Linked DNA regions of Mus musculus: all the other regions are linked to region 1. Evidence: chromatin contacts called from public HiChIP or PLAC-seq and promoter capture Hi-C data. All regions are on one chromosome and are shown on one strand. Each heading gives the region's core, a stretch centred on a gene start, on an enhancer-like site or on the middle of the called end of the contact. The rest is flanking DNA. Distances are from core to core; before and after follow the strand shown. Region 1 holds the start of Fam234a (family with sequence similarity 234, member A). Region 2 holds the start of Msln (mesothelin). Region 3 holds the start of Wdr24 (WD repeat domain 24). Region 4 overlaps Ergic1 (endoplasmic reticulum-golgi intermediate compartment (ERGIC) 1). Region 5 has its middle 4.7 kb from the start of Gm34606.

What was found. HiChIP or PLAC-seq counts read pairs in DNA pulled down with a chosen protein or histone mark. Capture Hi-C pulls out chosen DNA fragments and counts their contacts.
Region 2: a FOXA1 HiChIP or PLAC-seq map of pancreatic cancer cells shows a contact between it and region 1. The contact joins the promoter of Msln here to the promoter of Fam234a in region 1. A contact is called at or near these places in 2 of 39 promoter capture datasets (liver and stem cell-derived epiblast-like cells) and 1 of 115 datasets of contacts at active chromatin or transcription factors (pancreatic cancer cells).
Region 3: a promoter capture Hi-C map of liver shows a contact between it and region 1. The contact joins the promoter of Wdr24 here to the promoter of Fam234a in region 1. A contact is called at or near these places in 4 of 39 promoter capture datasets (the C10 cell line, liver, pre-B cells and 1 more), 6 of 484 Hi-C or Micro-C datasets (B cells, CD4 T cells, the N1E-115 cell line and 2 more), 4 of 115 datasets of contacts at active chromatin or transcription factors (embryonic stem cells, memory CD8 T cells and pancreatic cancer cells) and 2 of 9 other capture datasets (liver and pancreatic islet).
Region 4: a contact with region 1 is called in a FOXA1 HiChIP or PLAC-seq map of pancreatic cancer cells. The contact joins the enhancer-like site here to the promoter of Fam234a in region 1. A contact is called at or near these places in 5 of 115 datasets of contacts at active chromatin or transcription factors (effector CD8 T cells, embryonic forebrain, embryonic stem cells and 2 more).
Region 5: an HNF4G HiChIP or PLAC-seq map of pancreatic cancer cells shows a contact between it and region 1. The contact joins the enhancer-like site here to the promoter of Fam234a in region 1. A contact is called at or near these places in 2 of 39 promoter capture datasets (the HPC-7 cell line and neural stem cells), 2 of 115 datasets of contacts at active chromatin or transcription factors (epiblast stem cells and pancreatic cancer cells) and 1 of 9 other capture datasets (pancreatic islet).

What each region holds. Positions count from the first base shown.
Region 1 is chr17:26,241,786-26,247,709 of GRCm38.p6, reverse strand. Fam234a (family with sequence similarity 234, member A) reads left to right here and starts at 3,468. Exons shown (of 13, transcript NM_001206335.1): 1 at 3,468-3,704.
Region 2 is chr17:25,751,663-25,757,586 of GRCm38.p6, reverse strand. It overlaps Msln (mesothelin), which reads left to right and starts at 3,209. Exons shown (of 17, transcript NM_001356286.1): 1 at 3,209-3,244; 2 at 3,365-3,455; 3 at 3,770-3,813; 4 at 4,163-4,209; 5 at 4,525-4,645; 6 at 5,213-5,298; 7 at 5,602-5,731; 8 at 5,824-5,924. The coding sequence starts at 3,368.
Region 3 is chr17:25,820,281-25,826,204 of GRCm38.p6, reverse strand. It overlaps Wdr24 (WD repeat domain 24), which reads right to left and starts at 2,578. Exons shown (of 9, transcript NM_173741.3): 1 at 1,519-2,578; 2 at 374-551; 3 at 1-253. The coding sequence starts at 1,999. Fbxl16 (F-box and leucine-rich repeat protein 16) reads right to left here. Exons shown (of 6, transcript NM_001164225.2): 6 at 4,943-5,924.
Region 4 is chr17:26,593,863-26,599,786 of GRCm38.p6, reverse strand. All of the region lies in intron 1 of Ergic1 (endoplasmic reticulum-golgi intermediate compartment (ERGIC) 1), which reads right to left. Among named protein-coding and RNA genes, the nearest start is that of 1700049J03Rik, 31 kb to the right of the region's middle. Within about 2 kb of position 2,391, at least 94 of the 459 cell types and tissues checked have an H3K27ac peak or open chromatin away from gene starts, as enhancers often do. A contact at or near this core is called in embryonic stem cells, forebrain and pancreatic cancer cells, where this site is marked.
Region 5 is chr17:26,527,285-26,533,208 of GRCm38.p6, reverse strand. No RefSeq gene overlaps it. Among named protein-coding and RNA genes, the nearest start is that of Gm34606, 4.7 kb to the left of the region's middle. Within about 2 kb of position 2,243, at least 155 of the 459 cell types and tissues checked have an H3K27ac peak or open chromatin away from gene starts, as enhancers often do. A contact at or near this core is called in the HPC-7 cell line and pancreatic cancer cells, where this site is marked.

The DNA of each region.
Region 1 (5,924 bases), core at 2,219-4,718:
ACTGCTGGTCGGTTTAAAAATTAAGCAAAAGGCTGAAGAGATAGCTCAGTGGTCTAGAGGGCATACTGCTCTTGCAGAGGACCAGAGTTTGGTTTCCGGCACCCATGTCTAACAGTTCACAACTTCCTGTAACCTTAGCTCCAGGAAATTTGACACCTTCCTCTGGTGTGTTGAGGTACCTGAAATCAAATACATACACCCTCCTCTGACATACATATGAAAATATTTTTAAATAAAAACCAAATGAAGCACCTAAGCAAGTTCTTTTGACAAATTTTAGCAATAAGATAGTTAGAAACAATGGCACTTGGGTACACACTGCAATAAGCACTTATCAGTTGTTTTTGCTAAAATGTATTTACTCCTTACTTGGGTCCATAGGATAAATAAATAAAAGTCGGAGAAGAAGCTGGGTGATGGTGTGGAGCGCCTTTAATCCCAGCACTCAGGAGGCAGAGGCAAGTGGATTTGTGAGCTCAAGGCCAGCCTGGTCTACAAAGTGACTTCCCCTAGGACTACATAGATAAACCTTGTCTTAAAAAAAAGAAAGAAAGAAAGAAAGAAAGAAAGAAAGAAAGAAAGGAGGACTAGTGTGTCTGGATTCATTTTGTCTGTCTGTCTGTCTGTCTTTTTTACTTTAACTGATGACAAATATTAATGATTATCCTCAACCTTTCTGCTCAAACAAGTCCCAGGAAGAAAAATTTGGATGGACAGCCCTCCTCCATCTTACATGTGTCTGCTATATCCAAACATCCTTTCACTTGTGTCTGCTTCAGGAAAACAGTCGGTTTTTTGTTTTGTTTTGTTTTGTTTTGTTTTGTTTTTTTAAAGATTTATTTATTGATTATACGTAAGTACACTGTAGCTGTCCTCAGACACTCCAGAAGAGGGAGTCAGATCTCGTTATGGATGGTTGTGAGCCACCATGTGGTTGCTGGGATTTGAACTTCGGACCTTCGGAAGAGCAGTCGGGAGCTCTTACCCACTGAGCCATCTCACTAGCCCTTGTTTTGTTTTTTAAGATTTAACGTATATGAGTACACTGTCACTATACTCGGACACACCAGGAGAGGGCATCAGATCTCATTACAGATGGTTGTGAGCCACCATGTGGTTGCTGGGGATTGAACTCAGGACCTCTAGAAGAACAGTCAGTGCTCTTAACCACTGAGCCATCTCTTCATCCCCCAGTCTTTTTTTTTTTTTTAATGTGTTTGCTTTAGCAAGACATTCTCTCAGCTGGACAGTGGTGGCGCATGCCTTTAATCCCGACACCTGGGAGGCAGAGGCAGGAGGATCTCTGAGTTTGAGGCCAGCCTGGTCTACAGAGTGAGTTCCAGGACACACAGTAATGAGTAATTATCCACAGTAATAAGACTGCACCATCAGCAATAAATAGATTAACAATTTAAAGTGTATTGAGGGTTGGGTCTTATCAGTGACAGTGATAAGAGTGTTTGCCTAACATACACTGGGCCATGGGTTAAGCTCCCATAACCTTCCCCAACCTTCAGATCACTAAGTGTAGTGTTGCAGGCCTATAATCCCACCAAATGATAGAGGCAGGAAAAACAGGAGTTTAAAACTAGCCTTAAATATGTAAAAAAAAATGCAAGGCTGACCTGGGCTAAATAAGAACTCCATCTTAAAGAAGAAGAAGAAGAAGAAGGAGGAGGAGGAGGAGGAGGAGGAGGAGGAGGAGGAGGAGAAGAAGAAGAAGAAGCAGCAGCAGCTAGGGTTGTACCTGAATTGGTAAGGCGCTTATCTACCAACCACAAAGCTCTGAGTTAGATTAACAGCACTATATAAAATCAGTGTAATGGCACACCAAGAGGAAACTTCTAGTTCTTTAGAAAGTTAGCTATGCCAAATGATGGTTTGCTGAGACACACGGATGAAAGGATGTCTTTTTTATTTTTTATTTTTTTCATTTTTCTTGAGACAGGGTTTCTCTGTGTAGCCCTGACTGTCCTGGAACTCACTCTGTAGACCAGGCTGGCCTCAAACTCAGAAATCCGCCTGCCTCTGCCTCCCAAGTGCTGGGATTAAAGGCGTGCGCCACCACTGCCTAGCTGAAAGGATGTCTTGATAAAGCAAACACATAAAAGACTGTTTTCCTGAAGCAGACACAAGTGAAAGGATGCTTGTTGGATATAGCAGACACGTGTAAGGACTCTTGATAAAGGAGTATAAATGTGACCCCACAGACAGTGGGAGAGGAGCACTGAGATTTGGTTTGCTCTGCCTTGCTATTCTTTGCTAAAGACACGCATGTATTTGTTCGCCTTACATAGCATTGTTGAGCTCACCTTGTGGTAACACTGCCATTGAGAGAAATTATCCAAAGAACTGCTTGTGAGGTTCCTATGGCAGCTTGCAGCTTCTGCGGCCTCACATCAGGCTGGTTGGCAAATCTAGAAGTTTCTTCAGGATTTAACTACAGCTGCCTGGTGTCTGCTTGCTGAAAGGACTGGACTGAAGCTGCTGGTTAGTGTCTGGTGTCTGCCCCCCTAGAGGACTGGACTGCAGCTGGTGGTTAGTGTCTGGTGTCTGCCCCCCTAGAGGACTGGTCTGCAGCTGCTGAATTGTACTTGGTGTTTGCTATGGGACTGAACTGCTGCCCAAGAAGATCTAGCTCACCCCTAAAGAATTATTGCTGAACCGGTCCATTTCACCCATATCCTAATAACTTTTCTCTTCCACTGCCTCTGCTGGGTTGTAGGCTAGAGGAGAGGTTGGACCCTTATTAAGAGTAGGTTGCAGCCGGGCATGGTGGCACACGCCTTTAATCTCAGCACTGGAGAGGCAGAGACAGGCAGATTTCTGATTCGAGGCCAGCCTGGTCTACAAAGTGAGCTCCAGGACAACCAGGGCTACACAGAGAAACCCTGTCTCGAAAAACCAAAAAAAAAAAAAAAAAGTAGGTTGCAAAAAATTTATGCCTACTCAGAGAGTAAAAGTCCTTGCCAAGCTATTGTGCAAGCCTGTAACCTAAGTTCGATCCCAAGAACCCACATAAAGGCGAAAGTGAACCAGCTCTACAAAACTGTCCTCTGATCTTCCCTTTCTGTCGTAGTGTGTGTCTCTATGTGCCTGCGTGTGCACTGAGGAAAGAAAATACCGTGGCCAGTAAGTGATCGGAAAGATACGCAGGCTAGAAAAAAGAAGCCTTAGCATGGGCCTTCTGTCTTGTCTCCATTCATGGATTCCTGGGGTTAGTATGGGAACACCAGGCCTAAGCCATCACAGCATTATCATGCCAAAATGCTCCTGCACAAACAGGCTCTCTGCTCGAAAAGGGCAACACTGGACACAGTGGCCGTGTTGCTAAGCAACCGACTCAGTCAACAGAACGGAATCGCTGTGGTACGCCCCTTCCGCTGGCAGGAAGTGACGCACAGTTCAGGTGGGCCGAACTAAGGGGGGGGGTCACAGCCTCTCTGGGGCGGGGCCTACTGCGGGGCGGGCCTCCTGGGTGGGCCCAGTGGGGGCGTGGCACGCTGCCCTCGGGGCCGGGCGGACCGGGGTGCGCCGGGGAGGGGCGCTGCTGTCCGGCGTAGTCTGTACTCCTGTTCAGCCGCTGTCCTCCCGGGAACCTTGGGGATGTGGATCCCGGATTCCAGGGACCGCAGTTGAGCCAGCCTCGCCAGTCCTGTACCACTTGCTGAGGAGCAGGATCTCGCGGACAGGTCCGAGAGCAGGTCAGGATCGGACTAGGTAACTCTTAACGCGCGAGCTGGTTCCGGCCAAAGCCGTCTGCGTTCGATCGCCCGGAGCTAGTGGGGGCCAGGAGCGGGTCCCGCCTCCACTTGCAGCTCACAGCTAAGGTCGGCCCCGCCTGAGCTCCCAGAGTAGCAGTGCACAGGGCCTGGCACCCTCAAGCGTGCTCAACTTGGCCAAACAAATCTCTGCTCCGTCGTGTCTGTTCCCTGGAGGGCGCTGTGGTGACCCGGAGCGACAGGGGTTGACCTACCAGAGGAACTTTGTGCTCCGGTGGACATGTTCCTTAAATCCTAACGCTCTTTGGGCCCCGTGTGTTTAGTATCAGTGAGAATCAGTTCATGTTCTTCAAGTTCAGGCCCAAGGCAGTGAGGTGGGTACGGTCAGGAGTGGTTGGTGATGGGGTTGTCTTCATATTCCACCCTCACAGTTCTAATGTTCTTTTAAGGCCACCACCGCCTCCTGCTGCCTTGAACTGGAAGCAATCTTCCTGCCTCATTACACCGAGCTGTCTGTTTCTTCTCTGTACTGGCGTTTTTTCTTACTCCTTCCATTGCCTCCTTGTATTCCTTATATGTTGCTTTATAACAAACAAGAAGTTTATTGGTTTATCCTAGCAATCTTTATCCTAGGTGTGGTGGTGGATTTCTGTAATCCCAGAAGTTGAGGCTGAGACATATGAATTTGGAGTTTGAGATAAGCCTGGGCTACAATATGCGGTCTTCCCCAAATGCACAAAATAAAACAACCTTTATTAGTCAACACTTTCTGTGGGTAGGGAATCAGTCTACCTGGGTGATGATGGCCCAGTAACTCTCGCCAAGTTGGGGGATCCAAATCCAAGATAGTGGACTCAAAAGACCAGTGGCAGGAGTCCTCATTGTTTTCTGTTGGTATCTGCCTTCCCTCAGAAGAGTTATCTGTAAGGGAAGTGGGGCGATAGGGAGTGATAGAAACCACTGTCATTATGACCCAGTTTGCAAAGTCTAACTCCCCCCTCCACATTCTTTTTGTATTACTAGGTACATAGGAGGTGGGTACAGCAGAGCTTATGAAATGAGTGTGTGCATGCAAGAGTGAGTGTAGGTGTAGTGTGTCAAGGACAGTGACCTGTAGGGGCTCTCCCTCCTCTATATGGGTTCCAGAGAATCCTCTTGTCACAAGTCTTCCAGTGGTGGAATTTTGTGTCACCATCCCAGAACCCTACTAACCGACCTAGCACCCCAGCTCCTCACCTCCCCAGCTCCCCAACTCTCTTTTGGGAATGGAGTTTTTTGAGACAAATTTTGCTTTTATCCCTGGCTGGCCTGGAACTCATGGTATAGACCAGGCTGGCCTCAAACCAGAGGTGAGCCTCTTTGCTCTTTCAAGTACTAGGGTCTCAGATATATGCTACCAAGTCCAGCTTGTGAATGTTATGTTTTTTTTCTAGAATTTATGTGTATAACTCTGTTGCCTGGAAAAGAGAGAGAGAGAAGAGAGAGAATGTGAGTGAGTGAGAGAGAGAGAGAGAGAGTGTGTATGCACACACCATGGGAATGCCTGGTGCCCATGGAGGTTAGAACAGGGTGTTGGATCCTCCAGAACTGGAGTTACAGATGGTTGTGAGCCACCGCGTGAGTGCTGGGGACTGAACCTGTGAACCAGCTTGCCAGCCCCTTGTGATTATATTTTAAAATCCTGCTACTGACCATGCCTGTGGGGGAAGGGTGCCTACTCCCTGTAATTACAGCACAAGTTTCCACATCGCATTCACATGAGCTTTAGCTTTGTGAGAATGACTGGGGCTTTTCCCAGGGAAGGGAAGCATTCAGCACCCCAGCATGACGTTGGACACTTGGAAGAGCAGACTTCCCTGTAGAAAATGGAACTAGGTAGCTGGGTGTGGTGGCACACGTCTTTAATCCCAGCACTCGGGAGGCAGAGGCAGGTGGATTTCTGAGTTCAAGGCCAGCCTGGTCTACAAAGTGAGTTCCAGGACAGCCAGGGCTATACAGAGAAACCCTGTCTCAAAAAGCCAAAAACCAAAAAAAAAAAAAAAAAAAAGAAAGAAAAAGAAAATGGAACTAGGACTGGCGAGATGGCTCACTGACTGCTATTCCAGAGGTCCTGAGTTCAATTCCCAGCAACCACATGGTGTCTCACAACCATCTGTAATGGGATCTGATGCCCTCTTCTGGGGTGTCTGAGGAGAGCAACAG
Region 2 (5,924 bases), core at 1,960-4,459, 490 kb after region 1:
TCCACTAAGTGGGGACACTGTGGCATTTGTGGTGGCTTTGCCTCTGGATGCCCACCAGGCTTAGTTGGGTTGAGTCATCTCAGCATCGAGATCCAGTGGCTCTGACCCAGCCTTGGGTCTGTGTTTTGAAGCCCTCTCACCTGCCCGCTGCTTCCCCACTGTGGTATCCACAGCCTGGCTTGAATCTGGAAGCATCTAAAAGGAGCTATGGCCTGGCTGTGTTCAGCATCCCGCTGCTAGAGCTGAGCGGGATGTCCTGCTGCGAGGCCATATCTATCTTGTCCTGTAGCACTGGCATGTTCTTTCTCAATGTTGTCCCCCTGGAAATTAAGACAGTAAGAAGGAAGCCCACGTCTGACTCTCCCCCAACCAAGGTGAAGGCTGAGAGCGGTCCCCTTCCCTCATGTGGTTCAGGCCTGGCTTAAGGCCCATCTGTAGCTCTGTACAGGATCCCCACCCACACATTCCCAGGGCATGAGACGCTCCACTCCCAGATGCCTGGGCCAGGACTCATTTGTTCTTGGGACACCCAGAGAGGCCGAACCATCTGTCCACACCTAATTCCTAGATGAAGAAACTGAGTCAGAGGAGATCAGCTTATTAGCATTTCCATGGATAGAGCCAGCCCCTGGGGATCTGGGGTGGGGGCAGAATGCCAGGACTCCACACTCAGGCAACCTGAGGTATAGGCAGAGATAAAAACCCAGCCATCTCCCACCTGGTCGGCTGCTTTCCCTCTTGCTGTACACAGACCATCGGCATTTGCCTGGAATGTAGACTGCTCCACACCCTATTGCCCCAGCACATCTCACCATGCTCTGCCTGGCTCCACTACAGCCTGTGGAGATCTGGACAAGTGGCCGCTCTCCATACTTTCTCTTCCTCCAGGACCTGAGTCTTGAGCCTACAATGGTGCTCCATTGAACTGACTGCACATTTGTCGCAACAGCCAAAGCTCTCCCCATCCAGGGTTTTCCCTAGGGTGCCAGGGTGAGGCATGCAGAGAGCACCAGAGTGAGAGTCAGGTGGCAGATAGGTCACATGGGGGTCACAGGGATACCAGCCAGTATGAACAAGTCTCCAGTGAATGACTCCTGGTCCACTTCCTATTAGGACAGCCTGGTGCTGGCTACCTGCGATTGGAAACTCCAGATCAGCTGGGGCTTCTCATAACAGTGTGCCAGGGACTTTCCTGGGGACCTTATTTCCTAGACACATCTCCAGTGTCCAGATTGTTAAGGGGCTCACATTGGTCTTATGGGGATCAGAGTGACAGGAGAGCCTATGCTAACTTAGAGGTCATACTCATATCCAAAGTGCATTGTGGGTAGGGTGAACAGTCATCTCCAGCAGTGCCTCTTGGCACCTCCAGCCCAGCTGGCCAAGGGTCAGGACAAGCACAGCCCAGGTTCTGAGAACTGTCAGAAGAGCCAGACACTCTCTGCCCATCATGGGCGTTCCACTCTGCCATGCCTAGGGGAGTGGCAAGGACTCACCTCCCTTCTGCCCCTCACTTCCTGTGTAACTCTAGCTGGCCTCAAGATATCTCCATGCTTAAGGCAGAACCAGGTGGCCCCTGTGTTAACAACCCACCCCTGTTTTTTGATCCCACCCACCCTCACCCACCCAAGCCTGACCTTTGCAAGGAATGTGGTCTGACTTCATTTCCTATCACTCAGGGCTAGCCCTCGACTGGGCTGGGGGGAGGCTTTGCATGTGGCTGTAGAGACAGCGCCAGGCAAAGAAGCAGAGAGAGGCTGTGATTTTTTTTTTAACTGTAACCCCTCACCTGCCAAGCTGGAGGGAACTGGAGGGAGAACGCCCACTTCCCCTCACAGTCCATGCTGAGGAGCCTTCTGGGGAATAAGGGACAATGTTGCCTGGCTATAAAGGAAAACCAGGGTCAGCTCTCTCCATGGCTAGGTCCTATCTTAGAGTCCTAGACAGGGCCAGCAAGGCCTGGCATAGATTGGTGCTCAGCAGGTGTGTGGGTGATAATTGAGCAGGGGGTGCTGACGCTGATCACAGGCGATAACTGAGCAGTGGATGCTGATGCTGACCATAGGCAATAAGGGGTGGGCAGTGGATGCTGATCGATGCTGATCATAGATGGTAAGGGGTGGGGTACATTTGAACGACTCTCCTGTGTTCCTCCAGTCCTGGGACCCCATACCACAATGCCATGGAACTGCTGTGGGTTTTTCTGTTTCACACTGAGATGCGTCCTTTGTCCGAGACAAGTGGGTACCAGAATCTTGAATTCTACATAACTATAGGACAGTGGCTCCCATCTGCATCTCTTAGGATGTGGTGTGAAAGATGCAGATCCCAGGGCCTGATGCTGCTTGTAGAGGCTCTTAAGGAACTCACACTAAGGCTGATAGACAGGTTTTGATTGACATAAGGCTGGCTGCAGGCTTCATAGTCTCCTGGGTTGAGGGGAGACATTAAGACATGTTTCTTGCCTGGGCTCACCTATCCTACACATCGTCTCCTGGTACACAGTTTGCTCTACCTGCTCAGGGGCTTCTTAGTGCAGGAGCCTCCTGGCCTGTGAGGTCTCCCCAGACAATCCCTACTGCTGGGTTGTTCAGGTAACTCACATACGGGGGCATGAGAAGTCCATATTCTGAGCAATGGGGGGGGCCAAGAGAGACCTGAGATAAAGTCAGCTAGAATACAGTTCCACACATGTTGAGGAGGGGAACAGCTCCGCACTCACCCTGTCCACAGAGCCCCTGAGCCCCACCCCAGAGGGGACACTGGATTGCCTGGTACCCATTTATTTACCTGCTATCCTGATCACACCAGAGCTTGAAAAACTCTCATAGAAGCCATGTCACCCAAAGGGACTGATCTATGGAAGAGACATCACCCCCCTCTACAGCGTGGTCAGCCTGATGGGGCCATGTGTTTGTGCAAGTCACAGATACCTCCAGTCCCATGCCTCAGGCCCAGGGGTGGTCCTGCGTAATTCCCAGCCTGAACCACTCAGTGCTCCTGGTACAAACGGCGAACCCGTAACAACCGGAGCAGGAGATAGCCCTGTCTCTTTGTCCTATACTTCCAGTTCTGCCCTGCCCTGTGAGGCTGGAGGGTGAACTCAGCTGTCCACTGCGCCTCACAGCAGAGGTGCCCCACTGACTCAGACCCAGTGCCCCTCCCTATAGGAGGGCTGGTTTTCCTAGGGGCGGGCCTGGCAAGCGGTCAGTGTGGAGAGTCTGCCTAGTAGACACTACTGCAGGTGCTCACAGAAGTTGGACAGCTGCTTTCCCAGGCCCAAAAGCCCCTTCGTTGTCTCCAAACAGTGGTGTGGGTTGAGGGGTGGGACAAGTGGGGACCTCAGAGTCATTGTTATCCACAGACCATGGCCTTGCCAACAGCTCGACCCCTGCTGGGGTCCTGTGGAAGTCCCATCTGCAGCCGAAGCTTCCTACTGCTTCTCCTTAGTCTTGGTGAGTATGGGTTGGGCTGATCCCCAGGAAGTGGTTAAGGAACCTTCATGAGTTGGGAGCTTGCTTTCTCCTTGGGTCATTGCTAGGTGACCTGCGTTCCAGGAGGGTTAGGACTGAGAACAGTGAAAGGCCTGGAAAGTGGGGACACTCCGAGCAGGAATGATCCCTAGGCCTACAGAGCATAGGCTATGACACAATGGGGTGAGAGGCCTTAGCTCTCTCTACACCCAGTGGGCTGTGCAGAGGGCTGGGACCAGAGAGCAGCCCAGTTTTGCCCCGGCCTCTCTTGTAGCTTTGTACCCTCTGGCTCACAGGGTGGATACCACGTCTGCAGACCCAGACTACAAAGACAAGCCAGGTGAGGTCCTCTGAGGGAAACAGAAGGATTTTCTATTCTAGTCTTGGGGGTACGGAGTGATGTTTTCGGTACTTTACACATGAATACATACCATCCCTTAGTGTCACTTTTCAAAGAGGGCTGTGGGCAGAGTTGCTGATCCCAGAGAGTGGCAGAACCCAGGATGTAGCTGGGCCCTGAAAGGAGCTGAGTTGGAGACAGTGGAGCCCTTGGGTGTTAAGTCCCTGGCCCCAGAGGTAGCCAGACTCAGACAGTATCTGGACCTTGCTCTCAGACAGTTGAGACCAAGCTCTAAGGTAAAGAAGCTCCTATCTGCTTGGGAAATGTCAGTCAGACCTTGTTCCCTTAGGAGGCCACACTCCTCCATGCTGTGAACGGTGCCGCTGACTTTGCCAGGTGGGTTCAGTACCTTTGGGGGCGATCAGGAGCCCTTGTGGGCTGAGTGAACAAGTGCCAGACATCCAGGTTCCCAAATTCTCTGTCTTGTCTGATCTCTACCCACTCCCTCCTGACCTGGCTGGCTCAGAGTTAGGGGAAGGACTGTGTCCCAGGGCCCAAGTACCTTGTCCCTCAGGTTGTCACTTGTCCCAAAGAGGGTCATGAGAAGCCCAGGGTTATGAAGGAAGGGCTCTGGGCAGGCAGGCAGGCAGGCAGGCAGGCAGGCACTTCCAGAGGGACAGTGTTGGATTCAGATCCCAGCCCTGTCCCCAGTCTCCCCACAGGCCTCTTTCTTGGCCTCACATGTGAGGAGGTATCTGACCTGAGCATGGAACAAGCCAAGGGGCTGGCTATGGCTGTAAGACAGAAGAACATTACACTCCGGGGACATCAGGTCAGTCTCCCACTATGGTCCCCACCTATACTATGATGGTTTGAGGGAGATACATGGTGGCTAGGAGGTTTGTGACTAGTTTCTAGAATTCCACTGCTCACCCTCATGCCAACTCAGGGTCTGGTCCTGGCTGGTGGCTCCCCTCAGAGCCCCTCTTGCTGCCTAACTGAATACTAGGTGTGTGTATCTCCTGGGGGCTCAGCTCCCTGGGGTCTGAATGCCTTTCTTCTGGGCCCTGCTATCCCAAGTCTGAGCTGATCTTGCTGTCCCTCTCCTGGAGACCTTGCATTCATTGTCTTTCAGGGCTCTGTCCTCAAAATATGGCCAATGGTAGCATGACTCAGGATGGGGAGAGGAAGGCCAGTGTGACTAGCTTATATGGATTCAAGATCAAGTCAGACCTATCCCTGACTATTGAGGCAGTGGGATGTTCGTGCCACAGTCTGTGAACAGAACTAGGGTTCAGCCGGTAGCATGTAGGGTGGAATTAGAACTGGGGTGCCCCAGGCCATCCTCGAGAGCTATGGCCCAGAAAATTCTGAGATGCGTGCCCTGGTCTCCCGGCAGCTGCGTTGTCTGGCACGTCGCCTTCCTAGGCACCTCACCGACGAGGAACTGAATGCTCTTCCACTGGACCTGCTGCTCTTCCTCAAGTAGGCCTCAAGCTGGGAACTTGGTCTCATCCCCCCCTTTGTCTAGCCCTGGGCTACAATGTGCAGTGACTGGGTGGCTTTGTCAGGGAGGTACTTAGTGGAGTATCGTGTGTGTGTGTGTGTGTGTGTGTGTGTGTGTGTGTGTGTCTGTCTGTCTGTCTGTCTGTCTGTCTGTCTTGTGTTTCTGTCTGTGTGTATCTGTGTCTATGTCTCTGTGTCTATATCTGTGTCTGTGTCTATGTGTGTGTCTGTGATGTGTGTCTGTACACTTACACAGTAGCCAGCATACCCTTGTCTCCACAGCCCAGCCATGTTTCCAGGGCAACAGGCTTGTGCCCACTTCTTCTCCCTCATCTCTAAAGCCAATGTGGATGTACTCCCACGGAGGTCTCTGGAGCGCCAGAGGCTGCTGATGGAGGCTCTGAAGTGCCAGGTCTGGAATGGTACCACCTACTAGAGGTAGAGACAGGGCACAGAGGGGGCATGGTTGTTCCCCTGAGGCGCTGATGCTGGCTGTGTGCACAGGGCGTGTATGGATTTCAAGTGAGTGAGGCAGATGTGCGGGCTCTCGGAGGCCTGGCCTGTGACCTGCCTGGGAAATTTGTGGCCAGATCTTCCGAAGTTCT
Region 3 (5,924 bases), core at 1,329-3,828, 420 kb after region 1:
GGCAATGCCTGTTGTGACATCACGATGCTCTTCAAACATAGCAGCTGGCACGAAGGGGCGGCGTACATCCCATACATAGATGTTGTGGTCCACCATCATGGAACACGTGGCCAGGTGGTGGCGGCATTCAGGCCGCCACTTGACTCGGGCCACTGAAGCGATTGTCTGCACACAGTGTATCTCTTTGGCACGATGTGTGGTCATGTCCCAGACCTTTACCATCTTGTCACGTCCACCCGTGGCCAGCCAGCCCCTGCGGAGAATGTCCCACTCAAGCTGTCAGTGACCTCTCCCATGGGAAAGGAGACCCTGCCACACCCAAAGGCATCGTTTAGCCTCCAGCCTTAAGGCCCATCTTCTCCCCACACCACACCTGTCCTCTGGGTGCCAATCACAGCAGAAGACAGGCCCATTGTGGGCTGTGAACATCCTCTCACAGCGGTCGGGTCGGCGGATGTCCCAGAGCTGTACGTTGCCATTCTCAAAGGTGGAAGCAAAGGTAAAGTAGTCACGGATACTGAACTGCACATCCCGCACGCTCTCAGACTGGCCTGTGGGCACACAGTGGTACAGACATAAGTGAGGGGCTGGCCCCCAGGGCGTGGGGGAGCCCTTGGAGTGGCTCCAACCATGTTATTCACCAGCCTATAGCCCAGCCCAGAAACACAGGACTGGAGAAACACCACCAAAATCTGCCTAGGCCAGAGTATGCCAGGTAGTTTCAGTGCAGACTCCCAGCCTCAGTTCCCTAGATTCTGCACAGGCAAAGCTGCAGACCTGCCTCAGAAGGCTATGTGTGAGCACTGGAGGCACAGGAGCTCACCCTCGTTGGCTGTCTATATGTCCCAGGCCAAGGCTTGTGGAAGACCCAACGAATGGAAGAGGAGGCTCCTCGTGCTCTGCTCAATGCCCTGCCAGCTGCCTAGTTAGCCTCGAAGGACCGAAGAGCTCAGAGACCATACCCACCTTAAAAGATCGCCAAACAAGGAGCCTGCGGGTACAGTGTCCAGTGCTTTTCCCTGCCACAGACAGCTCAAGGTCTGTTGTAACCCCCAAATTCTCCAGGCCCCAAGGCTCTGCCTGCGCATCATTTGGTCTCATTAAAGATCTGAGAGAGGGGAATGAGGGCTGAATGCAGACAGCTTGGCCTGCCATGAAAGGGGCGCTGTGTACTCCCCACCTCACTCTGAGTCCCGGTCTGAGTCCTGAAGACACAAGGCTCCGCCACTCACTACGGTGTGTCTGAAGGCTCCGCCTTCCCTATTAGCCACACCCACCACCCAGTCTCAATTTCCACTGGTCTGACCTCCTGCCTCGCCCCCCCCCCCACCCCAACAGCAGTGTTGGGCTTATCCTTCTCAGGGGGCCAACCGTTCCCATTTCCACCACTCTTTCTGGGCTGTTCCGCCTCTGAGGGTCCATCTGAGGGCCTCTGATGGACACACATTTCAGCCTGCCTGTCAGGTCTAACACCTACAGAGATCCAGATGTACCCCCAACTTCCTCTGTGGGCCTCACCAGAGAAGGTGCTGACAGAGTCCTTCCTTCGGAGGTCAAAGCACTTCATGAAGCCATCCTGAGAGCCACTGAGCAGCACATGGGCCTCGGTGGGATGGAAACAGACTTTGTTCACTGTGCGCTTGTGTTCTGTGAACAGCTGATCCTGCTTGTTGCGGGATGGCCGACCTAGGTTCCATGTAACCACCACACCATTGGTGGCTGCTGTGGCCAGCAGATTCTCATCCATCTGGTGCCAGACCACATCAGCACAGCTCAGGTTGAGCGAGGGCTTCCTACCCACACGTAAATTCAGCTTCTCTACGAACTGCTCCTCCTCAATGGCATAAATCTTGAAGATGCTTCGGCCTGCCACGACAACCTGGGCAGCGTCGCGGCACACGCTGATGGCATTAGCTGGCGCGTCCAGATGGCAGTGCATGGTTCGGCCCGTCAGAGCACTGCCGCTCAGGGCTGTGCTAACTCGGGACATCTTTTCCATGTCTGCACAGGTATCAGAGGCAGGAGGAGGTCAGTGAAGTGTGCTGACCTGGTCAGCCATGGTGTCCTAACAATTCAGGTTCAGTCTCCTCTCGAACCTTCGGCCTGAGATGGTCCATCAGCCAGTCGTTATCTTAGGAAGGTTCACATTCATTGGAGTTCTCCAGAAGGCTCCAGAGCTAACCTGAGGTTCGTCAGCACCATATCTGACGTCTCCCGATTCTATGTGGTTAATTCTCCATCAGTGAGATCCTGGGGGCGGGGAGTGGCTCCTGACTTCACAGCCCCATGCCTCCGAGGATTGCGGGGCTTCCAAGAGGAAAAACAACCGAGTGGAAAGGGCAGAGAAGCTAGATGGGTATGGACTGAGTTCATACACCTTGGAATGCAGAAGAGAGGCTACAGCAATAAGTGCAGGTGTCTAATTGCACCGTGCAGCGGCAACTGAGGGACCAGAACCAGGTGCTAGAAAAGCCTCTGCCCCGTCGCACGCCAGTCATTTACCGAAAGCACAGAGTGGTCTTCAGCTACAGTACCGGAAGAGACTCACCTACTGCCCGCCCATTACCGGAAGTAGTCCTTTCTTATTCTCACTTCGCCGGAAGTGAGTGACAACTCGTCTTTCACACCATAAGAGTTCCGTGTCTGCGAACAGCGCTTCTGCAGAGCAAACGGACCAGAATTGGGCTCCCTGGTTTTAACTTGGTTATATATGTCCGCTATTGATCGTTTGGTTAGGGTTTCTGTTTTGTTTTGTTTTGTTTTGTTTTGTTTTATGGTTCTGGAAATCGAGCCCGAGAGACAAGTTCTCTACCAACTAGGCTATGTTTATTTTAATCTCAATATCTTAATACCAGTACTTAAACCTTTCCTCCGGTCTTGGAGAAGTAATTTTCTTTTTCTTTTTTTCTTTCTTTCTTTTCTTTTCTTTTTTCTTTTTCTTTTTTTTTTCTTTTTTGGTTTTTTGTTTTTTGTTTGTTTGTTTTTGTTGTTTTGTTTTGTTTTTTGTTTTTCGAGACAGGGTTTCTTTGTACATCCCTGGCTGTACTGGAATTCACTCTGTAGACCAGGCTGGCCTCGAACTCAGAAATCCGTACTGGGATTAAAGGCGTGCACCACCACTGCCCGGCGAGGAGAAATTTTCTAAGGAGACCTTGAGTTCCACCACTCTGCCACAGTGCCACTTCCCCTACGGAAGCACTAGCAGCCTGGTGCCTTTTCTACTCTAGGTCATTATTTCACTGTGTATAGGTCTCAGAGACCTGACCCTGACCTTTCTGGCTCATCTGCAGCTCTACCTTTCTTGGCTCCTCCTTTCTCAGCTTGTTTCTATCCCAGCTTCCTTCCCTCTGAGTATTTTCCTTCTTCTTTCACAGTTCATCAGCTGTGTTATAAAACCATGGCTTCTACCTATGGCTTCTACCCCTGCAGAAGGTGTCTCCTTTACACATAGGTAGGCACTTAGCTCAAATGCCTACCATCTTAGGCCATCCTTGCCACCCCAGTCTAATGTCTCCTTTGTCTACTGTGGTTTGTATGATTACACCTGTTTTGGTACTTTCAGAGCCTGACAACCAGTCATCAGTGGCTTAGTAGATTTAGTCTCCATTGTAAGAAATCAGTGTTGGCTGAGGAGCCTCAAGACCAAGTTCTCAGCATAAAGAAAGATTGTTTGCCCCAAAGGGACAAAGGCTAGGCAATAGGGACAGACAGCAGATAGAGGGTCAGGGAGGAGAGGGAGTAGGGATATTTGACCAGAGGGGATAAAGAACTGCCTCTGGATAGAAAGGAGACAGACATGGCCTATAGACAAATGACACTTTATGACTTTATAAGTGTAAGAGGGAGAAACACCATGTTAGAATGAGGTATTTAATTTTGATTAGACAGGTTAATTAAGTGAACCCATGGGGGCTTTTGATTGCTGGACCTCAATACTTTGATAGCTGGGCCTTCATCGCCAGCCTCAGGAGTAGAAGTGGCCAAATAAGGGAACATACCATGGTGGCTAGCTCTAGGAATATAATCTAAGGTTTTTAGCAAGACAGAAGGCATTGCAGAGAAGGACAAAGCTGGCTAGCAGTCCTCCCTTCAGCACTTGCCCTTTCTCTTGAGGTGGACACAATAGTCTTGATCTTCTAGCAGTCTGTGATTATTTATTTATTTAATCTTTATTTGAGTGTGTGCACATGTAAATGCAAAAATGTGCCTGTGTGAGTTTTTATTTGTACCAATGTGTGTTCAGGTTCCCTAGGCGGCCAGAGAACATCATATCCCTAAAGCTAGAGTTACTGGGCAGCTTAAAGGCATCTGACGTGAGTGCTGGGAAACTGACCCCAGGTCTTCTGTAGGAACAGTAGATTCTTTGCACTACCGAGCCATCTATCCAGCATCACTGGATTATTTTAGAACATCACAATCCCTCACTTAGTGACCCCGTGCAGAAGATAAGGCTCATTTCTGCTCTTGGATAGCAAGATCCTAGATCCTTGTTTTCTTTTTCTTTTTTTTTCTTTTTTCTTTTTTTTTCTTTTTTCTTTTTCTTTTTCTTTTTCTTTTTTTTTCTGAGACAGGGTTTCTCTGTGTAGTTCTGGCTGTCCTGGAACTCACTCTGTAGACCAGGATGACCTTGAACTCAGAAATCCGCCTGCCTCTGTCTCCCAAGTGCTGGGATTAAAGGTGTGCGCCACCACCGCCCCTAGATCCTTTGGAAGACCTACATTTTGACATCAAACACATTGTTCCCTTTTGTGCATTCAGGACATTAGAGAACTTATGTTCGTCAGTTGCTAAGGTTCCAGTCCAGCCCTGAGCCTCCAACCTCTCCTGTTTATGGAGTACCTCTAATGATTTAGGAGGCAGGAAGACCCAGAGACCTGGGCCATCCAGGGCAGAGTTATCCCTTCCAACTTGGTCAGGTGACCAAAAAATAATAACCCACTTGTGTTTTTACAACTTTTTTAATATATATTTTTATAAACAGGTCACGTGATAAAATAGCACAAGAAACACTTACCAAATATAAGGTTATATCTTCCGCATATACAGGAGAATGAGGTCGTTATGTACAATAAGAAAATGATTTTAGGGGTTGGTTGGTTTTGTTTGTGTTCCTCTCTCCCCTTAAATTTTCCTCCTACAGTCATTGGAAATATCACAGCTTCAGTTGCATTAATACTTTGGGCAAATGGACAGCTTCCCCCTCCCTGTTGGGGGACTGTGGGAAGAGGGGCTGACAAATCTGGCTCCTGACCACTTCAGCCTGGGGCCTCCCTGGCCAACACTGCAGGGGCAGGGAACTCTTTGGGCTGTTGAATCTTTACTTTTCGTCAACAGCATCTCTCTCTCTCCTCTCTCTCTCTCTCTCTCTCTCTCTCTCTCTCTCTCTCTCTCTCTCTCCCTCTGGCTCTCTGGGAATTAGTTTACTCTCTTCCAACCAGATAGGGGTGTCCCAAGATTAGTTGTGGGTGCTGTGTCTCCTGGGGTTCAAGGTTGGGAGGGAAGGTTCCCAGTCCCTTCCTCGGTATTGTCACCTATATGCCAGGATCCCCTAGGACTTCCAAATTTCTTGAGACCTGACAGAACATGGTCACAAACCCTTTGGGCAGGCAAAGGTTTTGGAAGCTGGGAGAACTAAAGGAGGACTGGGAAGGAGCCCTCCTTCCCTGGGGTGTGAAGGGGGTGCTGGCCACTGGGAGATCAGAATCGCTGGTCAGTACTGACCCTGACTCATGGCCAGGCCCTCTGCAGATTCCACCTGAGGAGACCTATCCAGGGAGAAGCACAGTGCTGAGAGGCCTGAGCTCAGCTGGGGTAGGGGCTCAAATGGGTGGGCTGATCCCAAGGCCTGATAGCCCTGTGGGTGGCTCCAGATTGGGGTCTGCCAGGTGCCTATTCCACCCTTGCACTTAGGTGGATGGGCACCG
Region 4 (5,924 bases), core at 1,142-3,641, 350 kb before region 1:
TGTGTGAGAGAGACAGACAGAAAGGGGTCAAGTTCCTTTACGATCATGCAGTCTCTGTTTTAGGGAATACAGTCCCTTAAGACCTTAACTAATTCCCACAAAAGCAGCCTGAGCCTCAAGACCCGCTTCCTGGAGTCACAGAAGAACTGATCCACGCTGCAGGAAAGCACTGGCTGATTGCTAAGTGGAGGGCCTTAGTCACCTGCCAGTCCTGACACCTGCATGCCGAAGAGCTGAGCCTCATAAGCCATGAACAGTTAAACTGTAGTAAAACCACAGCTCGCATTCACTGTAGGACCCAGCCACGCCATGCTAGGCGTGTGCCAGGAGAACTGCAAAACTACACATACACAGGGGTGTGCACATGAACACTCTGGAACACTCAGGAACAGTCAGGAACACCCAGGAAGCTTTCCTTATGTTGGTCAAAGAGGAAAACGACCTAGATGTCCATGCACATCAAGTGTGGACCATCCACAATGTGGGATAGTGTGTGGGTAGGTGCATGGAGGCTGGGTAAAGTTAACTGGGTTCAGATGGGGTAATTTCATTCATATTAGATTCTGGAAAATGTCGCAGAAGATCACTGCAGGTGGGGATATAAGGAAGCTCTCAGGAGTGATGGACACATTCTGGGCTAGGATGACATAATGGTATGCACACAGCAATAATAGGTGACACATAACTATGTGTCATGTTCAGGCCAATAAATTGAATAACGGTCATGATTATAATGTATCAAATAACGTAATATAATCCAGGCCTTCCAAACCACAGCCATGCTGAACAAACAATGGTAGACCACCTGCTAGACAAACAACACTTCTTCCGAATCTTTTACAATATCTATTTCTAGGTCATGGAACAGTTGACGGGGCAAAGTTCTGTCTTCCAGAAGGATTTCCAAGAGTAAATGCAGATCCTATGAGGATCAGAAGATTGACCTTGCACAAGCTCTCCTGTCCAGGGGATACCCATGGAGCATGGGAACCTTAGACAGACAAGCCAGGCCACTGTGCCATCACTGCAAGTCTCAGGGACACCAGCGCAAAAGCACAGCACTACCAGAAAAACTTCTTGGTAAGAGAACCAACCTTGGACCCACCCAAGGCTCCTGAGCTTACCAGTTAGAGGACTTAGAAAACCACCTCTGGATCATGGGGAACTCTACAGAACAAGTGACAAGATCTCCATCATAAATCAAGAGATGATGGGGAAAAAGACGGTGGCAAGTACATTTCCTGATCCCTCACCACCTTAATTTTTTGAGATACAGCTCAACCTGAGCTTGGTGCTCATCTCCTCAGCTACCAAGGCCAGCCAGGGTGTCCCAGGGGTTCTCTTAGGCTACCAAGGTCAGCCAGGGTGCCCCAGGGATTCTCTTAGTTTTATTCTGACCCCAGGGCTAGTGTTGTAGACACATGCTGCTACACCCAGTTTTTCAATGGATGCTGGGGATTCAAACTCAGGACCACAGGCTTGCCTGACAGGCACCTTAATGCTACACTGGGCCATGTCTCCAGCAGCCCAGCCAATGACATTTGCTATGAAGTATTGTAGGACTGTGAACTTTAGATTATAGACTCAAAGGGCCAGGTGTTCCTTGCTCTAACTACACTATCCTGATTGCTACCCTCCCATCTTAGATGTGGATGTGACACCCAGGGCTGAGGCAGCAGAGACAAAGTCGCTGGCATCCTTGGGCTACTGGAGCAAAACCCACAACTGCTAACATCTCCAGTCCTTATGTTACATTAGAAAAACAAAACATATTCAGCCACTTCCACTTGGGTTCTCTTGACAGATAAAACATAAAAGATACAGAAGTAAGAAGTCTTCTTACTTCCGTGCATCAGTGGGACAACTTGGGCACGTGTTTCCCCACCCCCACCCCACCCTCTGCAGTCTCCCTGCCCACAGGACACCCTGTGAGTCCCTGAAACCAGGTACCCTTTCCTAAGCATAGCTCTGAGAAATTGAATTTATAAAGCAGCCACAGGAAGACGCCAGCAGCAATGAACAGAATGTTATAACATTATACTGTCACTGTTCATGAGTTTTAGTGCCATTATTAAAAATATAATGGTTAACTGCAACAGACCCCGTGATACCACGACACTGAGTCAGATGACTAGGGTGACCACTAAGTGATAGTGGGCTGTCAGTACACGGGTGAATGCTCTAGACAGAGGGACACTCAGACTTTAGGGTGACAGATTCATTATGCTACTTGGGACTTGTTTAAAACACGAATCACGGCTACAATTTTCCAATCAATATTTCTGAACCAATAACAACCTTCTGTAAACAAAACTTCCTGTATCTGGAGTGTGCGGTAGCATGGCTCACTCTCTCACCTAGGCCTGCATTCCAACATCACCTTCCGGGAAGGCAGCCACCGCTCTGTGTCACTCCTCTCCACTCTTTTCTTCCCTCTCTGCTTGCAGTTACATGTGTACTGCCTGACTCCACCGCTGGGCTACACTGTGAGACCCAGATCCTCAGGCACCCCACAGAGGCCCCGAGAGACAAGTGCAAGGTGGGTGGAGGGGTGGCACACCTCCAAGTGGGGTCCATACACACTCCCTCAGAATCTTCCAGGAAACCATCAGATTCTCAGATGCTGGGCTTGACTGCAAGGTGGGCTGAGGGTCACTAAGTGCTGTTCAGGAGGGGCTCAGGCATTTGAGATAGCACACACCCATTTCTGAGAACAACAGACACCCACCTTCATAAGACCTTCAGCCTAAACCCACCTGAGTTACCCTAGTCAACAGTCGGATATGGGAGGGGCCTAGGGTACACACACACACACACACACACTCCCACCTCCTGGGCCAGGTACTACTACTTAGACACCTGATTGTTTCTATCTTGCTTAATCCTGCCCACCACCCAGGGAACACCATTAACAAATGCAGGAGGTTCACAGAAGCCAAATCACTTGTCTAGGCTCACAGAATCTGAATGGGGACTGGAGCCTGACGAGGAACCAAAGCGATAATTTTTCCCAACCACACCCTAACTGTTTTCACCCCTCCAGGGCCTTCACTGCCCCTGCTCAGCATGGTCCTCCTGTACCCTTACAGAACCTGTGCTAACAGAAAGCTGTGAGCATTTGGTGGGTGAATGAAGGAGAAAGAGTACCCCAGAGCGGCAGAACCACAATGCTGTACTGCCTGGAGACCCAGGCAGTACAGAGCTGGCAAGCGGCCCGAACCCCCACCTGTCTCCCAGCCTGTAACAGTCAGATTAGCTCAGACCCTGGAAGTAGAAAGACACCTGGGGCTTGGCCTGGATTCAGGTTTCCTGCTGGTGAACAGGAATCCCCTGAAGTGAAACAGGATGCTCTCCTGAGCCCCACACCCCCTGGACAGACGCTATAAATGGAAATGTATTCTTAGAGGGAGAGAACATGAGCGAGGGCTTTCAAAAGTGACCCATCATGGGGTAAAAATACAGCAGCATTTAAATGCTGAGCAGGGAGCGCTATTCCTGGACTAGATTCTCATGCTTGTGGCTTCCTGCCAGGGGCGGGCTTCCAACAGGTTTAAAACCAACAAACAGGGGCTGGATGGTGGGGCCTGGGGATAGTATTTCTCATACTCAGGAGGGCACTGGGGAGGGTAGCCTGTAGGAATAGCTTCGGAAGGTGCCCTTGAGTGGAGTCTGCACGTCCTTTGGGTCTGTCACTGGGCTCAGTGTTGCTGAGAAAACCTTTGGACAGCATTCTGTGATCTTGGGAAGTAACTGAAGGGCGAGTCTGGCTGGGTCTGGATAAAAAGACCAGATGAAGGTTTTAACCTGGAAGTGAATGACGTCTACTGAGCTTGAGTCTTAACTCATATTGCCTCATCTGATCTTCAAAACTAGATGGCAATTCAAGGCACAAAAAAAAAACAGACTTAGCCCTATTTCTAATAAGAGTAAGGCTTAGAAAACCCAGAGAAGAAGACACTCAGATGGAGATCCTGATTCTAGAAAGACAAGAAGAAACAAGTCTGGAGAAAAGAGTGGGAGGAGCCACGGGCACAGGGCAGTTCCTGGAAAGGCTCACGGTCACTCAGTGAGCTGGGGTCAGCCTTCACAGCTGGGATGGTTGACTGTGGGGCCTGGCAGGAAACTGTGAACTTGAAAAATTTGCCCATCACATTACTGTGAGGAGACTTCTCACAATCCTCTGTGGTGGGGCCCAGAGAAGGAAGGAAGGAAGGAAGGAAGGAAGTGGGCTGCACAGGCCTGGCTGCCGGTTCTGGAGAGCTCTTTCCTATGAGGGTGGCTAGCAATGTCCACTTCCTGGGACAGGCTGGTTATCTGTGAGAAAATGAAGATAGCTAGGCTGTGTCTCAGGAGGCCTGGTTGGTCTGCCCTTCTCTCTGTCCCATGGTGCCACCTATACTCTTGTCTCTGGAAGACCCTCAGGCCTTTCTACATGGCTGGCTGTGCCCTCTGCACCCCATCTGCGCTCTCTCTCTCTCCTATCTGCCTTTCTTCCACATTACTGAGTAGCTGCTATGGACCCGGCACAGGGCTGGGTGCTGGGAATACAGCGATGTCACCTTCCTGCCTTCGAGTCATCTGAGCTCTGGTGAGAAAGACAACAATCAGATATGAACACACGTCAGCACTGGTAAGCGTTTGAAGAAAAAGGACACAGTGCAGGAGTGAGGAGAGAGGTGCCTGCTAAGTCTGACAAGGAGTCAAATAATAGAGACCCGGATTACACAGGCCAACAGCCAAGTGCATATCTAAGGAGAACATTCTAGGCAGCAAGGACAGCAAGACCAAAGGCCCAGTGGCCAGCACACACCTGGAAGGTTCCTGCAATGCAGGGAGGCAGACTCAGGTGGAACGGGAGGAACAGACTAATGTCCAAGGTAGTTCTTCAAAACTCAGCTCACACATTCCTCCTGCAGCTGAAGCCAGCTGACCCGCCTGTCCCTTCTGATGCAGCCCCAGCCCTGTCATCACCTTCACTATGTAGTCATTAAACCCGTGTATTGTGTTCAGGAATGAACAGCATAGCCTTATGTTGTCTTACTTAAACTGGTGGTGGTATCTCATCCTCAAAGCTATGGACTGTAGCTGTCTTCAGACACCCAGAAGAAGGCATCCGATTCCATTACAGATGGTTGTGAGCCACCATGTGGTTGCTGGGAATTGAACTCAGGACCTCTGGAAGGGCAGTCAGTGCTCTTAACTGCTGTGCCACCTCTCCAGCACACACACACACACACACACACACACACACACACACACACACACACACACACACACACCTGGCCCCCCAGCAGTCTTGAAGTAGGAATATCATCTTGAAGCAACTAACGGCCTACTGAGCCACATGTGCCTGGGAACGTACAGAGCTCTGAGTGTTGGAGCCTGGCAGTTTCCGGCCCTGCTGGCAGTGACAGTCACAGATAGCATCAATGTAAGCAGGCCAGTCACTACAGCCTGCACTTACCTCCACAGCTTCCGGCTCACCTGGCTCTGGCTCTGAAGAAAACCATACGGGAAACCAGAAGCCTAGTGCTAATTCCCCAGAGAAGCGTTTAGAGAGGAGAGTAATCTTCCCTCTAGAAACATCAAGCCAACCACACCTCACGTCTCCAAAGTAGAGCATATAGAATAAGGCTCCAGAGGTCCTGGTCATGGAGAAATGGGCCAGGCAGGCCCTGAAGTGACTGGAGAGGCCCTAGAATTGTCAGATCTGGGAAACCCAGAGACCTGGAGGTCTTATGTGGCACTACTATTTTTAAAAAACAGTCTGCCAACTACTGTTTTTAAAGAATAAAAAGAACTGCTGAGCAAATATCTATGCATCAGATTTGGCTTGAGGACAGCCAATCAGCTTGTGACCTCAGCCTTGAATCTTGACAACGATACACACTTATACCAGAACAGGGAGCACTGCACTGTAGGCA
Region 5 (5,924 bases), core at 994-3,493, 290 kb before region 1:
GCAGAACCTTCAGTCAAAGGGCTCTGTACACATTTAATGTGTATTCATGGGGACGGCTAGGCAAGCATGAGTGTTGCTCTCCCTCTCCCTTCTTCTGGGAGTCCTGAGTTCCCTGAGGGCAGGAAGGTTGGAGTTCTTGGGAAAACAGAGGCTGGGGTGAGCGCAGTGGCCCTGGAGCCAGAGTCTGGATATGAATGAGGCTGAGGCTGGCTCATCCGCAGGAGCCACACAAGGACAAGCACCGGGCAGGAGGGGACTGCAGAGCTAGGTGAGGTGAAGAGGTCTGAGCAGAGTGAGAGGAAGCCAGCTGTGGTTTGCACGTGGGGACACTGCTGTGGTCACAGCTCTCTTTAGTGCCTTATCTCTGACTTCTGCTTTTTGGTGTGTTTTGTTTTGTTTTGTTTTGTTTTGTTTTGTTTTGTTTTGTTGACAGAGGCTCTTACTCCGTAGCCCAGGATGGCCTCATGCTTTCAATGATGCTTCTGCTTCAGTGCCCCAGTTGCTAGGTTCCTGGTGTGTGCTGCCCCAGCCAGCTTCAGTATTCTGTGCCTGCCAATGATGCTTTGTCTGTGTTCTGTTTGTGATTCATGCTAGTTCTGCATGGCACCACTGGAACCTTCCAGCCTGGCTTGGTCTCACATGTGCCTCTGCCATAGCATTATTGACTTGTGGGGCTAAGGCCCAGAGCACACTCTTTGCTTTTGATAAGAGTAGTCTGTCAGGGTGCTAATGTTCCCCAGGCTCTAACCTTACCCAGCACCTGGCTGCCTGTTCCCACCCTAGGGCCAAGCATGATCATTTCACCTGGGAGACCCCAAGACCTCAGAAAATAGCATTCACACAGCAGGCAGAGAGCAGTGCATTTTGGGTAGACCATCTGTTTCTCCTGCTCAGGGCTCTCAACTGTTGGCTTTGGCCTGAAGGACAAGTGTCCTCTCTGGCTCCTCCACAGGGCAAAGTGGAGACGTAGTCTGATAATGAGAAACAATTGAAGTGACAATGGTCATAACAGCAGCAAACTCCAACACAGCATCCACTCCAGGCCAGCATCAGGACCAACTTCCCCCTCCATCTTTTTCATCATCCATCAGAACAGGGTTGGCCTGTGAGGCCGGTAGGCTCAGGTCTGAATTTCAGCTCTGCCACTTCCTGGCTGTGTGACTTCAGAGAAGTTACTTTACCTGCCTGGGCCTCAGTTCCCTATGTCAAGAACAAGCTGTGCTCACACTTGACAATAGCACTGTAGCAGCAGTAAACAGTACACGGGTATTCCCCTACTTACAATGTAACGGAAAATATTATTAAGTCAAAATGCATTTGATACCCTTAACCTATAGAGCATCATAGCTCAGCCCTGCCTCTTTAAACCTGCTCAGAAGCTCACAGGGGTGAAAATACCACCAAGCTGATGTTACAACAGGGTGAAGAGCGTTTGTGGCGTCCATGGAACTCTCAACTTCCTCTTTGCTTAGATTATGAGAGTCATCAAAAGAGAGAACTGTTGAAGGCAACAGCTTACTCTCAGAGTTGTGAGTAGAAGAGAGGTTGGCCTAGTGCACATGCCTATGAACTCAGCCCCTGGGAAGCTGAGGCAGGAGGATCGCGTAGGAAACTGCAGGAGAGGTGGACTGATGCATGGGCTCACAAGTACAACTGAGTTCAGATCCCCGGGGCCTACATAAAAGCCCCAGGGTTGGTGGGCTTTTGTAGGCATTTGTACAATGCATATATAACCCTAGTGTTGGTGGGAGGGGACTCATAGTGACAGAGGATTGATGGTGCTTGTTGATAAGTCAATTAACCTAGTCAAAGGATGGTGACAGTGTTGGGACAGAGAGTGTCTCAAGGGGCTAAGTCAGAGAGCATTAGAGACATTAGCTGTCTTCCTCTGGCCTCCACATGTGCTCCTTGTACACGCCCCTTTCCCATATCCCTGTACATAGACATACACCATACACACAGAGAGTGTTGGAAGCCTACTTAGGCTACATGGGGGAGACTTTGTCTAAAATCAAAATGATATCGTAATCAACAATTGTGCTCTTCATTTACAAATGGGAACCAGAGAGAGTAAATAAGCTGCTTAAAATCACACAGCTCGTTACCAAGCTTCAAGGAGGGGATTTGAACTCAGATGTGTCTGACATCATAATTCATGTCCCAGAACCACACTGCCAGTCCTTGGGGTCATGGAAAGATGCAGTGCCTGGCTCTGCATCGAAAATGGAAACATGAGTCACCAGCTCTCCCTGGGGAGGGAGGAAAGCCCAGCTTTAGGGCAGAATGTTCCGCCAGATGCTAGAGAACAGCTGCCAGCACCCCTGAATCTTTTTAATGCTGAAGAAGGAGGGAGAGGGGAGAGGGGAGAGGGGACAGCAGTGTCTGAGCCAGTGAGTGATATCTAATTGGGGCCATGCTGGTTGTGGCAGGCTTGCACATCTGGCTTCAGGAATGCTGAGCCCCAACACGGCTCCCCACCCCACCCCCTGGGCTTCTGCTGCTTCTCATAGCTGCCTTGCCCCCTTAAATGACCAGGCTGCTTTGTCTCAGTCCAGCTCCAGTGCTGACATGTGAAATGGGCCTCTGAGCCTGCTGATGAAGACCAGGTCTCTAAGGACAAAGCAAAAGTAGCATGGGTCTTGCTTGGGGTCCCTGATAATTTCCTGGTCTGATCTGTGGTATGTTCAGGAACAGGGACAGTGTGCTCAGTGCGCGGCACCCAGAGAATGTAGATCATGCTTATGAACCAACCAGCTACCTGAATCAATAGAGTATGGAGAAGAAAGGCGCTTCGGGTGGGGCACAGGTGATCGGTTTCTTCTGGCTGGCCATCTCGCTAGAACTCCATCCTCTGGGTCCAGTTTCTACCTTGCTCCCTTCCCACCTGCTGATGACCCAGCTCGCCTTTGCACACATGTTGGTTCTACCCAGGAAAGTTTGGGGCTGGCCAGAATGACTTTGTAGCATGGATGATTCATTTTGGTTCATGAAGGAACAAAAGCCCAGGCCTTCCCAAGGCAGCCTCTGCTCTTGTCCCCTGGGCTGGGAATGAGTCACGCTGTCCTTCTTTCTGGGGCTCTGATTTTGGAGTTGCGTGGGCCCTTGAAGCAAACTTCAGTTTCCTTACACTGTTCCTTGGGAAGCCAGATAAGTTTAGGAGGGGTGACAAAGCAGTAGCCACCAGTAGGGTGGCCAGCAAAGAGGCAGGGGGTGGGGGAGATTGGGGACAGACTGGAAATGAAAGGTCCTGGAGGCCCTGGGGCACCTCCCTCCGTGGCCTCCTCCTTGGCCTGGCCAGGCGTGGCCTGCAGCCTGCATCCAAATTCCTTAGCCAAAAGTGGAAAAACATTCTCCGATTCCACATTGCACAGGAATTTTAAAAAGTGTGGATAAACCATATGACCTCAATTTCCCCTGCCGCAAAATGAGAGTCATCCCAGGGTTTTGGCAAATTCACCAAGGGCAGCAGAAAGGGTAAGGAGAGGAGGGCCTCAGCTCATAGCCTTGGTAAGATAAACTCCCACCCATCCTGAGTCCCCAGGAAAGGAGAGCCTCTGGGGTTGTTTTGGTGGCTCTGAAAGGCTGGACTCATTTAGGGGATGTTGAGCCTTGAATCAGAGTCATGAGGTTGAAGTAGGCTTCCTTCAAGCCTCCCCTGATATATAAGGAGAAATGAAGAAATGAAGATAGGGATCTGAGGCAGTGCGTCCTTGGGGGGGGGGTCATCGTCTCCAACAGGGTACCTGGTGTGGGCTAACTCATGTCTCTTCTCCTGGCTACAGATTTCTTTATCAATAAAAGGGAGAAGGTAATTCTTACCTCACCAGACTTAGTAACGTGGATCCTTACTTAGCGTCAAGGACTGTGTCCTGGGTCACATCAGCCACTGATCAGGAGAGGGAGCTCATCGCACCAGGTGGCCACCAAGGGACAATGGAACAGTGTGGTAATGGCCAGGAGGCAGTGGCATTCAGTGACACAGATCTCTGGTAGGTAGCAAGTGTTCAAGAGACTCTCTCCTGAGGGTGGTGATTCTATTGATGTAAAAATAGGACTGCAGTCTTCACATCAAAGGAAGAACGTAAGGTTCTTATTTTAGTTCATTTCCTTACATTTCTAAGGGGAGTGTGGATGCTCAGGGAAAGGCCCAGCCAAACGGAGGCTACCAACAAACTGATCGGGAGAGAGGGACTCCCATTTTCCCACCTAGGTTCTTCACCCTGTGGCCTGGGAAATGTGCCAGCCTCATTGTCCCTCAAGAAGACACAGCAGTTGTGACTATCCAGGGCAGGAACATCTGGATAGAAGCTGGCACGGGTCTCCCGGAAAGCCATGGAGGGATTCACAGTAAGAGCAGGAGAATGCCTGTCCCTTCCTGTAAGCTCTGCCCCATGAGTCAAGGTGACAGCTCTGTTGTGGGAATATCCGGGTATCTGGACCCCACCAGTTGTGTGTCTAAGTTCGTGGCTTAGTGACGACTCTACTAGACAATAGAGATGACTCCTGTTGGGTGAGCACTGACCGTATGTCAGGCACTGTGCCTGGCTCATGTGTCTCCATAGCTTACACAGCTCTGTGGCTGGGTGCTCCATGATGTCTGCCAGGAGAGGCTCTGAGAAACTGAGGGACTTTCTCAAGTCTCCAGTGCCCATGGACTAGAGACGTGTGGCCCAGAACCTGTGACCCGACCCTCCGTGGGACCTTATCACCTGAATTCCTCCTACTCATATCTTCTTCACAGATACACAGGACTTCACTTCTGTAACCTCATGGTCCTTGGGTACATGGACCTGTGAGGCTCTTATGCTAGCGTTTAGCTTTCTCATTAGGCAGTAAACCTCTGCTCCATACCAGGGCCACAGAGGGAGCTGCTGGAGGTAGGATTATGGCGTTCCAAACTGTTATAAATTCCACACGACAGCAGAGGAAATGGAAGCTCCAAGAGTAAGGGTGGGGGTTGACAGAGAACGTGTCATCTTGTCCCTGCATTTCTGGGATCCTTCCCCTTTGGGGTTCATATCACCTGGTGACGAATGGGAGACAAGAGGTTAAGGAGGCTGCTACTCTTGGAAGTACTGGGCTGAGAAGACTTCTAAGAAACGGAGGGGTAGCGGGGCTGTGTGTGCCTTGACTTCAGGGCCAGAGGGCCAGCGGTCAGCTTGGTTCTCAGCTCAGATGCTGGCCCTTGCATTTGGTTTCTAGCCCAGCTTATCTTAGCCAAGATGTGGTATCTCCGAGGCTCTGCTGTGGTTTTCTTTCTCTGGTCCATCTCTCTTGACCTTCCCAGGGAGGCAGAGGTGGCTGAGGTCCAGGGTCAGTGATCAGAATTTGGAGAAAGTTCTGGGGTCTGTACTCATCAAGTGTACTTGATGAAGCCTGTGTTTCAGCCTTAGCACGGTTACCTTTGGGAACCCAGGTCATTTAACCTGAGGGCACTTAGCTTAGTGTACATAGGGAAATAATTCCCCAGGGGCAGTGAGGTCCTGGCTTCCCTGAACTCTGTACTTCTTTCTAGTCCGAGAGCAGGTGCTAGGATGCTGCTCCAGGTGACTTGTGCTTCACACGCCTCACCTGTCCTCCTGCTCTGTCTGTCAGGGAGACCCCAGAGACAGAGGCCAAGGGCCAAGGTTGAGCCGCTGGGGCCTATGAAGTACTCAGATTCCAGGCCTACATGGTTTAGGACCAGCCGTTGGGACTCTTGAGTTTCTTCACGATCCCTGGAAGCTAGGGACAGGATCTTCACAAAGCACCTCTGGCCTCCGCACTTTATGAACCTTCTTGGTGAACTCCGTGCTCTCTGAAATGCCAGCGGTGGGCCTGGTGGTTGGTTGTATCATCAAGGGGAGGTCACCAGGTGTATGCCTTCCTAACAACCATGATGCGAAGGAGCCGCAAGGTCTGGTGTCTCAGGAAACTGACACCTC